Regions from separate parts of the Sus scrofa genome. Here region 1 is linked to region 2. A link is a contact called in public targeted proximity ligation data. All regions are on one chromosome and are shown on one strand. The core of a region is the stretch at or near the end of the contact, and the rest is flanking DNA. Distances in the headings are between cores, read along the strand shown.

Region 1 (6,242 bases), core at 1,291-3,790, 270 kb before region 2:
ATGGAGATGCACAGCTGACCAGGTGCGGAGAACTTCCTCGCCATGCCAGGGCCCTGTAAAGAGAACGAGGCCACGTGAAGCTTGGTGTGGCTATGAGATGCGTTGCACTGAAATAGGACTATAGGGCTCGAGGTATCCCGATCTTAAAAGGCACAGCAAGACCAAGACCAAGACGAAACCAGCAATCATTGTTGCCCTCCTAACATTTACCTAATATTGTTCTTTTTTTGAGTCAGATTTTGTTTTTTGCCCCACCCACAGCATACAGAAGTTCCTGGGCCAGTGATTGAACCTGAGCCATAGCAGTGACAATGGGCTCCTTAACCTGCTGTACCACCAGGGAACTCTGAGTCAGATTTTCTAAAAACTGAAGTATAGCTGATTTACAATATCATGATAGTTTCAAGTGTATAGTGATTTAGTGACAGGTGCATTTATTTTCAAATTCCTTTCCCTTACAGGTTACTACAAAATACTGAATAGAGTTCCCTGTGCTATAGGAGTTCCTTGTTGATCATCTTTTATATATAGTAGTGAGTGTATGTCAACCCCAACCTCCTCATTTATCCCCCCACTTCCCCTCTGGTAACCCTAAATTTATTTTCTATGTCTGTGGGTCTATTTCTGTCCAAATACTTGGAGGTGGGTGGTATCGAGTCTGTGTGTGCGCCCTTGTGCTCATGCATGCAGCTCAGGATGTTGAAGGAAAAGGGACGAGAAGACTGAGTTGACCGATAGGGAATGAAGGATTTAGGGAGGAAAACTAAAAGGGGACCTGGGTGATTTCTGTCTTGCCACCAGCATGATTCGGACGTGTGTTACATCGCATTGACAGATCAGCAAGCAAGATGGCACAAGGAGAAGACTGACCTCATAGCTCATGTGTCCTTTGCTGCCTCTCCTGCCTGAGAGATTCATGGCGTCTCGGGCCCAGTTATCCACCAACTTGTGCAGGTCGTCTGTGAAAGTGCCCTTCCGGCTAGACGTCATGGTAGGAGGCTGAGCCTGGGCAGCCTGGCTGCTCACTGTTCCTCCAACAGTGTTTGTGCTGCTGGTTCCTAAAGTCAGAAGAAGCAACAAAGTACACTATTAAAAGGGGCTTGGGCTGTAACTTCAGGAAGAGGAAACACTTCTTAGGATGATGAATGGCAAGCCACAGAATGGGGAGGATGAACTGGGAAGCCATGCAAGAAAGGAGGTTCCAGGATCTTATTTATTAGCCAAATCTTACTTAGGCAAAACAGGATGATAAAAACAGGTTCTCTTCGGGAGCTGCAGATGAGGCTGGACATCTAAGGGGGACAAAGGGCAAGGGGTGGGAACCTCTTTCTGCCCACTCTCGTGGCATCTTGGAAACTCACCACCAGGCCTCTACTCCCAGCGCCACCTTGAACAGGGCCAGTGGGATGGCCAATGAGGCTGGCTGCTCTAGAATATTACAGAGTAGGGCAAAAGAAGGGCATGGTTCATGGAGGAGTTGAAGGAATGCAAAGACAGGCCAGGGAAAATGGGCTCCCAAACCGCGTGATGCCATGTGGTCTTTAGCCGTTCTTTCACAGAAAGGGACGATAAGAGAAGGCATGCTCTGTTCAGAAAACTTTTTCACCTGGATGCATAAACAGAAATTGCGAACATAAACTTGGGAGAGTTAAGGCTTCAATCTCTCCCGATTTCCTATGAGTCAAAAACGTGAGCACTCATGAGGAAGGTTCTCTGTGGTGTGCCTGAGTCTTTCAACTCCAGGAGGACGTGGCTTTCCTGAAGGTGACCTCAGTTTCAATTGGCTCACCTTCCCCCCCCTCTTCCCAGAAGAGCAAGCACTCTCATGTGGAAGCAACAGGACATCCAGCTGCGGTAGGGGTGCCAGGGGAGGAGGAAGCTCGGGGGTTGTGATGAAGGAGTTCTATCTCTATGGTGTGATGAGAAACAAAGGAGAAGTCTGTGGCCTGCCTGATTTCGGCTCTGCTGGAGGGCACACTGAAGATTATTCGAGGAGGCAAGTTTAGGGAAGAGGGAAAGAAGAGTCATGGTCTTGTTTTTTTCCCCTCACCCCCCACTTTCTTACCACATCTCACATTTGCTACAGAATAAATAAAAGCTACTATAGTAAGTTGTGAGCCTCTAGGACTTAAGACATCCAAATAATGCGGGGGCTAAATATTTAAATACACACGTTCCTGTTTTCAAGGTCAAGGCAGCACCAGAGCACAGCAGCACACCTGAAGCAACTCTGCCATTAAAAGCCCTCTAATCTATTACTGGTCCTGAGTCCAGTTTACACCCTACACCCGGGGAATGGCACACACAAGCACGTCTGCACTGGGGAACAGCTAGTTCCGAGGTGAAGCTGCAGAGTGAGGAAGGTCACATGCTTCTTACCACCAAGGCAAGACACAGGACTACTGCAGGCGTGGCCTCAGTGCTCGCAGAGCCACGGGGCTGGGGGGTGGGGGGAGGGGGTTACTGCACATACAGTGTGAAGGGAAGAGTCAGTTCCCTACGGACAGGAAACCCAGGTGGAAAAGTGGGGAGGCAGGAGTGAGACAGTGTGGGAGGGAAGCACAGGCAGTGGTGGTTATGAGGAAACCAGAAAGCAAGCGTGTCACACGCATGAGGACAGCATCCTCCTCGAATGAGTATTGCTTCAGGAGCTGGATGGTCAGTGAGACAATGAAAACGAAACAAATAGTCACAAGTGAGCAGAGCTTTCAAAAGCCAAATACAGAAGCTGGCAGAGGTGAACACTGCTGGACACAACTCGTTCATGCTGGGGTCACACTCTCTAGTCTCATGCTAGTCGCCTTTGATGCTGTGAGGCCCCTTTATAACCGAATTTCATTTTTCATTTTCATCCATGTTACGTGATACTGGATTCTGAAAGTGGGGTTTATACCACGAGGGAGAGGCAACCATACAGCTAACATTCTTATTCTGGCTTCTGAAAACAGATCTCCACATTAGAGAAGGAAACAAACACACTCCTTTCTGACCAGAAATTAACTCCCAGGAAAAGCTGACTTAGTAATAAAATCTAGGAAAATGCGTAGTGTGCTTGTTTGGTCCACTGTAGCAGTAAAATGTTTTAAGGACACTGGCAGCACGTAGATATTTCTGAGAACGCTGCTTGCCTTCCAGAGAGGCTGCTGGCTAACCTTTAAGCCTTTTTTCGGTTCTGCTGAAAAGCTCTAAAAGTAGCATCCTTTACCACCCAAAATTCCCTAGCTGAACTCTTCTCCTGCCTTAACACATTCCCCCACCCCCACAAATCCAGTAACAAGAGCCTATTACGAGCCACAACTTACTGCCCAGTGTCCCAAGCACAGAGTTTTCTGGAGGAACCTCTCGGTGGCCTGCTGGGCCGTAGAACTGTCCACACTTTCACGAGAAGCCACCTGTCTACAATGCTGTCCCTGTCCTCACTGCCCAGCAGCTGCCTCCCACTGTGATATGAGGGCATGACTCTGGCTGCTGTAATCCCTGCTGACTTTCCAGTGTGCCCGCAGCGGCTGGCACACGTGGTGACTTCTGACTACAGGACTCTCTCCCTAAGGAGCTAGGCACCCCTGATCCTTCTACACACATCCACGGGTGCCCTCCCCTCCCCCACAGTGGGGCTGTCATCTAGGGCACTATGTGGTGACCTAAAATCTGGAGGGACAGCCAGTGACAGCAACTGAGCGTGTTAAAGACGAAACCAGAGAAGGGTGCAGCACCAGCCAAATGGAAGCTGGAAATCCAGGAGTTGTGAGGCTTCGGGGTTCAAAGACCTCAAGGGCAAAAGGCTTTGCAATCAAGGACCAGAAGTAACAGAAAGAAAAGATAATTACTACAGAGCTGGTTGCAAGGACAGACTTTTTTCACCATCTTCCCTGAAGCACAAAGAGAGAGCAATGTGTTAAAGATAAGGAAACATCAGTGTAAAATATTTAGAATCTCTAAACAGCACATAGAGTCCCAGCAAGAGAAAGCAGGAGGGGGACAGACTGGAGGGACCTGGGAGCCCTGTCACAGACACTGTTCTGTGCGATGGACCTGACTGGCTGTTGGCCTTGACATGGTGACCTGGGGTACCTGGCTGACAGAAGTCAAGTTTCCACACCCAATCTTTGTATCTGAAAGAATAATGCCCCGCGTCAAAGTTCTGGCATGGGGAGGAACTCCAGTTTCTCAGGTCTCACTGCTTGAATTTCAAATACCCAAGCAGTCTCTCCACCGATCCTGTCCCACTTTCTGTTTCTCCTGCTGGGTTGTTAAAAAGCACTCAATTAAATGCATTAGCAGTTCTACCACAGAAGGCTAACAGATGGTACCATTGTTACAGTTTTAATTTAAATTGGCTCATATATTTCCACATCCTAATGTACATCCTAACCCCTCCCCCCAGAAAAATCTTTAAAAGCAATTTTTGAACATAAATAAAGCATTAAGCCAAGCCGTGCTTCCAAACTGTACTCTTATTTTGAGAGCTTAGAGTAATGCATCCCAGATTAGCTAGGAGCTCATGTCTGGGAGCCCCTGTTTCTCTCTGCATTTGCTATAATCTTGTGATTTGTTCACCAAGGCTTATGTGATGTGTACTGACAGAGATAGGACCTCTCATTTTAGACCCAGAAGGAAGTGCTAAGATTTAACACTTCTGACCACTTTCATGTGAACAAAGTGTAATACCACCTACCTTTAAAAGTGTAAAGAGAATTTACTGAATTAATTAAGCTGAAGTGGTACCCATCACACTCTACTTCCTTCACAAGAAAAGCCTTGGTTTTCTTTCTTCCCTCTTAAGACACTTCAGCCTGCAGAATAACATAGGCCTGACACATCACATTCTACTTTAAAAACACTTGTCTCTTCCTGTTAGTGTTTTTTCATCTTTCTAGCTGGAAATACAAATTAAATGCTTACTTAAGTGTCAAGGAGCTAATGTTCTTGGTCTAGCTTGGCCTAACCAGAAAAGCTATTGATCTGAGTGCCCACAAATCTACCAAATTGGGTAATGCCTTCCACTTCCCTCTTTGTTAAATAGCTCTGGACTAGTGCTATGTGAGGCCCAAGGACCTCTGAACCATACTCAGAAACAATGATGGCCTTAGCACATGCATTTAAAAAAGCACTTCAATAACCACATCAGAAGTTTGAAGCCTTACAGAAAAGATCTTTATCTAAACTCTAGCAAAGGTTTTCTACTTGATCCTTATTTTATTTTTGTTTTAACACTTTTTATTTCAATATATGTCTATCGACTACCTGCTATGTGCCAGGAAGGCTCTGGCTACTCAGAGAAATGCTGTTTCCCCAGTGCGCTCTGCCTCGTGCACGTGATCTTATCTGGTCTGGCAGGACCACCTTCATTTCACACATGGGGAGATGGGCTGGAGAGGCTGGGTGACTTGCTATTGCACCTTGTTTGGGGGAAGAAAGCTGGGAAATCCCAGCAATTTTGTTAAATAGCCCATTTTCACTTATAGGTGTTGACCTTTGGTATTTGATAAGCTTTATGAGAAGAACTACACTGAACCCTTTTTTGAAATACTGATTTTATGGATTTAGAGGGTAGTGGTGGTGAAGGCATCCAATGAAGAGACTCTGGCATCTTTTCAATTAATAGACAGTTATGCTTAATCGAGATTAAAAAATTAAAAGATTCTAATCTACTCTGAAAAAGAACAGAAAAACAGGGTATAACGTTTACCTGCACCTGTGGTCAAGAGGTTCTCGGTGATTTCTCATGCCAGAGCAAGGGGCAGCACTAAACAGGACTGTGTGTTCGGCATTCATTATGCTGAATGACCTAACAGTCCCTGCAGCCTGGACACCACATCTGCCCTCTGTCAAAGGCCTACTGAGAGGCCCAGAAAGTTACTTTGAAGTTTACAGAAACCTATTGTTATTTCTACATGTTTTTTCATAATTACAGAGACCCAAACTTCTGAGGGTAATCATCATTCAGCCAAGCCACTGAGTAGATGATATACAAAGAACAAATGAAAATGGACTGCGTGAAACATCAGATCCAAGCGGCAGAAACACGAGGACGAGGAAGGAGTAAAGGTGTTACACACAAAGAGCCAAGCAGGGCGTACTCAGAAATCGGGTCCTCCTGCCACCAGGTTTGAACGTCACCTGCTCAGACGCACAGTTAAACTTCGCACAGCCTGTGAGAAGGGAGAATGGGGAGGAACAAAGAGAGGAGACAGAACACAGCTACGAGACGTTAGAACCCTGAGGCTGGGGTGGGAGACGTG
Region 2 (6,720 bases), core at 4,190-6,689:
CCACTGACAGGAAGTATCAAGTACAGAACCAGATCTGGACAGATGATCTTACCTCTGAAGGCCAACCTCAACCCAAGACATGGTGAAGCAGTCTCCCGGCTTCCCCAGGCCTGTGACCCTCTTGGCAACAAGAAATCCGTAATACCTCTCCCCTGCACTAGCAGGCTGGCTTAGCTTCAAGGGTCTGGCTTAGAAAGGGTCTAGCAACCTAACCCCCTGGTTTAAAGCTCCACCATTACCATCCTAAAATTCCTTTTTTTTTTTTTCTTTATAGGGCCACACTTGGGGCATATGTAGGTTCCCAGGCTAGGGGTCAAATCAGAGCTACAGCTGCTGGCCTACAATACAGCCACAGCAATGCCAGATCCTTAACCCACTGAGCGAGGCCAGAGATCAAACCCAAAACCTCATGGTTCCTAGTCAGATTTGTTTCCACCAAGCCATGATGGGAACTCCAATCCTGAAATTCTTAATAAATTCTGAACTATGGGCCCTCAGGATCATTTTGTACTGATCCCTGAAAATTATTATGGGTTACACAGACACCCACTTGGAAACCAGTCTTTCCCATTAGGGTAGTGGTTCCCAAGGCAGGACTCTGACCTCCAGAGGATTCTTCTTGTCCCTCAAGATCTGGCTGAGATGACAATTAAAGTCTATCAGTTCTCCTCCTGCTTTCTCACTCCATTTGTCTCTCTCACATGCTCTCTCCCCTTGTGTAATCCTCCCAAAGCCGCCCCCACCCCCAGCCATCTAAATTAATCACTTCGTGGCCATGCCCTCTCTCTGACTTCCTTAAATACAGAGATGCCCGGTAACTGTTTATTGACACGGGAAAGCAAACAGAGCTATCTTCTCAGAACAGAGTACAGGGAGGGCACTGCACACAGTGGGCTCTCAAGCAATGCTGCTGACTCATCTGCAGTGCAGGCTGGCGCATTATAGCCACGGCCTTGCCCACGCCTATGCTGCATTACATGGACCAGCATTCTCTCCCCTTCCTACCTGGTGAGGAAGGATGAAGCTCCAGGTGGGGCAGCTGATTTTAGGGTTTCCAGGTGTGGGGACCCCCCCCCACACACACACCCACTGCAGGTCCAGCTCCAAAACGCCTCTTGGGAAACGGTATCAAGAACCCCAGACACTGCAAAGCCCTTTAAAGTCTGCAACCCACTTTCATTAACATTCTCCTCAAAGTCAAGACAAATACTTAAATATCTATTGTGGGGTTGTTCTAACATTTTTCCTTTTACTGTATGTGTTCTTTGAGGAAAAAACAGGAAATACTAGGAAAATATTAGGATTTTTTCTTGAGGAAAAATTAGGAAATAGAGACAAAACCCAAAGAATAAGGGCAGCTCAAATCCTCGGGCCTAGAGAGGACACTGTTAACATTTTACTTATTGCATCTCTGCACATAATATATATCTTTCAAAACAGGATAATGCCTTCACTGCTTTGTAATCTTATTATTCTGGCATTTATAGGAAGCTAACAGAGGTCCTAGGTCACACAGCTGTTGAGGGCAGTGCTGGGGCCCGACTCAGAGGCTGGGGTCCACATCCCGGAACCTGGCCGCTGTTCAAACGCCAAAGGGGCTGGAGGCACTGGCAGCCATGGGAACAGAGCCCCAGCAAAGAAGGGTTTGCTTGGACTGCGCTTTGGGGAAAACACCCCGGAACTACCTGGATGCCCAGCAGCTCAGCAAGGGCGGGGCCAGGCCAGGCCGGGCCTGGCTGCCCAGAGTTCCCACCTCTGCAGAACTGGACTTTGCCTTGTGGTAAAATGCACGGGGATGACAGGATCAGCTGTCAGGCAGGGGCCAGAGGGAGCAGGTGCCAGGTGGCAGGATTGGGCTGCACAGAACTGACCCCAGGAGCAACTGGATATCTGTTAGGTGGCCTGGGAGGGCTCTCCTCTTGGTATTTTTAGAACAAGAGTGAGGGCCCAGCAGTGACCCAACAACTGCCTTGCTGCCTGGGGCACTGGCCCCAGCTCTAGAAAGGTGATTCCAGCCTGGGGCTAGGCCGAGGCTAAAAGCATGACTTGTCGCCTGCCTGCCTGACTCCTTCCTCCCTTGCCTCTTTCCCTCCTTCCCTCCCTCCTTCCTTCCTGAGCACACAGTACTAGCTAGAAACTGAGTTAGGGACTAGAGGAAAGGTCTCCTCGGGGCCCTGGGCTTCTTCAAAGGTGGCAGAACAACAAGAGGTGACCAGAGGCTTGCAGAACAACAGTAGTTCAGAGGTGGAGCTCTGGCCTCAGGCAAACCCAGGTTTGCGTTTTGTCTCCTCTGCCTCCAGCTATGTGACCTCAGGCAAGTTGCTTAATCTCTCTGAATGATGTCTCCCCTCTGGAAAGGTGTCTGTAAGAAGTAAGTGAGATAATGCATAAACACACTTAGAAGAGTGTTTGGAACAGGCTAAGTGCTGGGTAAACACAGTTACTGAAAGGCTGTACCTTTGTAAAAGTTCTGGAGCTCGGGCTGTTCAGCGTGTTCAGCATCCCCCGGGGGTCACGTTCCAGAGAAAGTGAGGGGTTGGGTGACAACAGGACTGGGGCCGTCCCGGCGCTTAAATTGAGGATTTGGCAGAGCTGGGCAATGGCTCACCCCTTGTGCGTGTATACACCAAATCACACACTGGCTTCTCACGATGAAGGAGGGGCTGGAGTCCTCGCGTTTTGCCAAAGAGGTGTGCAGACCAGCAGGTCGCATGAGCTGCCCAGGGTCGCCGAGGGAAGACATGGCCGCGACCTCAGTTCAAATTCCTTGACTCTAAGCCCAGAGCCCCTCATCCTCTGCCCTTCGCTTCTCCCAGACCCTGTCCCACGGCACCACTGCTGCTGCACAGCGCGCAGGATTTGGGGCTGCTGGTGGATCCTGAGGCCGGAGGGGAGAGCCCAGGTGGGATCTGCTGGGCCTGGAGGGGGAAGCGGTGAGTCCCGAGGCCGGGGTGCAGCAAGGCTGGCAGGCAGACTCTGGGCAAGGCAGCATCTGACTCGGGGTTGGACGACCTCCAGGGCGGTTAGCAGCCTCGCTTTGACCCCGGGACACAGTGCCCCAAGGACTCCTCACTGCCCTAGTCTTCCTCCCACGCCTAAAACTGCACCTGGGACCCTTCCAGTGAGAACAGCAGTACCCCCAACTCCTCAGCAGTCCACCCATCGGTGCCAACCCCGCGGACGTGGGCACGCACGCATGTGCGCACATACGTACGCACGCACGCACGCACGCTGAGGGCCAAGGCAGGATGGAAGAAGCCCACGTGGTAGGCAGCTATGGGTAGGGGAAAATTCCTGCAGCCCCCCAGGGCTCCGTGGAGGAGGGCCACAGAACGCAGCTCACAGGGTCCTGCCCTTTCAGCGCCTTCTGGGTGAACACAGGGGTGACAAAGCCATCGTTCGCTCGTTGGGCACGCCAGGCTAGGGGCCAGGTTCTGGGATGCCACAGTGAACAAGACAGATAAATCCTTGTTCCTGTGAAGCTTATCTTCTGGGGTGGGATTGAAAGGGTCTTTTCATCTCTCTTTATGCTTCCCCCTTTATGCATTTGATTTCCTGCTAAGCCTTGTCACTTGAGGGGATTAGGGGACAGGGATATGCAGAAGGTAGGGATCTCTCTTGTCTCCTAGATGCCCAGCACAGAGGCGCTGGAAACACGTGGGATCTTGGCAGGCTCTCCTGCTCTGCTGGGCGGGGTGGGAAATTCACCACCTTCCCTTTTCCCATCTCCGTGTCAGATATGATCTGCTGATGAGGTCTGCTCACCTGGACCACAGCCAGGGACTGTCGGAGCAACTCTCACTGCTTATTTTAAGTGCCTGAAATTCCAAGGAAATAATTCTTGCCTTTTGCAAACATACAATCTAGTGGGGAGGTACAAACTCATATGCACTGTCGTGTGGAATGTTGATGTTTTGCTTTATGATGAATTGTTCTGAGAGTCATTTTCACTCACCCGTGTTGAGGCCTCCTATCTGGACTCAGGTTCCACCGCAAAATCTAAGGTTCTACAAAACCAAGAAACGCTCAGTAAATGTTTAAGTGAAGACATGAATAAAGTCTAAGGTTAAATTGATCAGGCTTTGTAAAGGGACCATCCCTTAGTATTTGGTGACTCAGGGCAGTTAATCTCTTTGAGACTCAATATCTTCACCTGTAAAATGGGACAATTAATACCCACTTCATGGGGGTTGTGTGTGGCATACAGCAGTCTCAGTATTTAATTATTATTGTTTAAATCTTGGCTCAGTTTGTTGGCCTTTGAAGGCTGGTAGGCAGACAATGAGCAGAGATGGGTCAGGCAAGCTTGGGGAATGTCGCTGAGAACCCCAAAGCCTGGAACAAAGTTCCAGATGGATCTGGAGGCCCCAGAGCAACTGCAAGCTGTGGGAGGGTGGGGTGTGTGTGTGGGGGGACACCTCTTGTTCCAAGTCTCTGTAAGTTTCTAAGTGGCAGCTCTAAGATTAACTTTGGACCCTGACCCAGGTGGCTGACAAGGTGACCTCTTGCAGAAGACATAGAAAAGCTTTCTGACAAAAACCAAGCAGGCCGCAGGGGTTCTAATTACAGCCCCTGTGCCTTCCTGTCCCTCCGGCCTGCTCTGCCCCACGGGCCTTTTTTCAGAAAGAAAGCCTGTTACTTCCTGGACTCTCAAGGGAGCAGAAGGCCTCCTGGCGGGGGGCTGCCCCAGGGCCTGCTGCGATGTCTGGGGCCCCCTGGCGGACGAGAACGCGCCTTACACCTTCCCTGGGCAGCCTTCGCACGCGTGCACCTGGGGGAGGGCTGGCGCCTCGCGGCTCCGGGAGATTTCTGAGCAGGCGGACACCTCACCCACAGTGGATTAGTGACTGTTGACTTCCAAGGGCGAGACTCACTGCTCTTGGCACAGGGAAGGCCGCAGGCTGAGGGCCTGCCCCAAACACAGGCCTCAGGGGTCCCGCCTTTGCAGGCTTTGGCCTGAAGACCAGTGACAGCGTCCAGCCTGAGTCATTTGTTCCCTGAAGCAGGATACCAGGGTAGAAAGGCTCCCTAGGCCAGGGGCTTCTATTTTAAAGGCAAATATTCACTGTTCAAACAGCACACCCCTCATGCAGGAGTCCGGCTTGAAATCCCACCTTCAAGGATCCATTCTTTTGCCTTTTTCCAAAAAACTCTTTGAAGTAACACTTTCACATGAAAATGTCAATGCTGTCATCATTTATCATGCATTTCATGTGGGCAAATCACTGAACTGGGCACCGTGGTATGTGGAAGATGGATTCCCCACCACAAAGCAGGCAGCTGGAGGGGCAGCCTGGAGAGGTCTGAACACAGCCCAGGGTCCAGAGGAAGGGCAGGCCTGGGGGTTGGGGGCACTGGGAGGAAAGGCCATTCATCCTGGAGGGAGCAGGAGAGGTACGGAAGGGTGGGGTGTGTGCAGGGAACAGTGAGTCATGTGGTGTGGCCCAGTAAGGAGGCTGAACCCTCTGCCCCTCTCCGGAGGGAGGAGGAAGAGGACACCAGGCTGGAGAGGTAGGTGGAAGCCAGCTGGGGGCAGGGGGTGGGGCCGGGGGTGGGGGGTGGTTTCTGCACCGCAGATTCCTTTGGGGACCCAGTGTAGGTGGGCTTGCCTGAGAACTGAAAGATGCGCCTGGAGCAGCCTGAAGGGAGGTCCCCCAGGTGGGTGAGGAGAGAGGGCAGAGAAGCATTTCAGAGATCAGGGGGGCTGCTGAGAAGACAGCGGAGGCCCTTGAAGAAATTTGGGCTGGGGCGGGCTGAATCAGAACACTGCCCTGAGAATGCCTCTAGGCCCACAGGTGGGAGTGCAGTCTGAGCGGGAGAGATTTCTCCCTCATCTCACCCTTGTTCTAAGGCTTCACAGTTTGCAAAGCACGTTCACCCACATTCTCTCATTGATCTTTTTAACAGCACTCTTGCTGAACTGGGCATACTGTTCTCATTTCATACATGGAGAAGCTCAGGCCTGGATGAAATGAAGTTGTAAATTCTGCTTTATATTAACCATTGGTCTTCAGGGGTGCATATTTGTTTCTGTTTTAATTTTACGACAGTTCAAACATTTGAGGGGGTCAAAATTCAGAATGTCCAGATGAGAGTCTATCGACCCTCTTCTCCCAGCTGCCCGGGTCACCTCTTGCCAGCGTGAACTCTAGCCTTTCCACCAGAGTGAGGCAGGGCCTCAGGGACAGCCCCACTGCAGATTCAGGAAGGTCTGAGGCAAGGGTCGCCTCGGGAGATGTGTCAAACCTGCTCTTAGCAAAAGTACACATGGTCTTCTTTCAACTTAGGCCACAGAAATTTATCTTTAAATCCCAAACTCCTCGGAGGCAGGGAGTATCTCTTCAACTTCGAGGAAGTAACAGGTTAGGGGTTAAAATTATAGGCTCTGGCAGATATAGAACTGGGACCTTGAAGACGGCCGTGTGACCTTGAGCAAGTTACTTAGGCTCTTGAGCCTCCACAATAAGGATGTCCTCACCAGCTTCACAGGGCTGTGGGGGACCTGACTCATGTCCTGCATTTATCTGTGTGTCAGGCAAGATCTGTACTCTGCAACTGGGAACTGCCATCATTCCCAGTGCTCTGAGTCCTACTGTGTGCAACAGACCTGGGCACCCTTTCAAACTTAATCCTGACAGAGGACTGAGGATCTCAGGCACCTAATTAAAGGCAAATGGGCACTGCAGGCCATCAAATCCATATATTTGAATGAATCGCTCT

What was found.
Region 1: a contact with region 2 is called in a targeted proximity ligation map of alveolar macrophages. A contact is called at or near these places in 4 of 47 Hi-C or Micro-C datasets (embryonic fibroblasts, fetal heart ventricle and fetal liver) and 1 of 2 datasets of targeted methods (alveolar macrophages).

Annotation. Positions count from the first base shown.
Region 1 is chr5:68,133,424-68,139,665 of Sscrofa11.1, reverse strand. It overlaps WNK1 (serine/threonine-protein kinase WNK1), which reads right to left. Exons shown (of 29, transcript XM_013997884.2): 28 at 871-1,058; 29 at 1-53. Among named protein-coding and RNA genes, the nearest start is that of RAD52, 31 kb to the left of the region's middle.
Region 2 is chr5:67,867,855-67,874,574 of Sscrofa11.1, reverse strand. It overlaps LOC102167892 (a long non-coding RNA gene), which reads right to left. Exons shown (of 5, transcript XR_002344143.1): 3 at 3,956-4,007. Among named protein-coding and RNA genes, the nearest start is that of B4GALNT3, 99 kb to the right of the region's middle.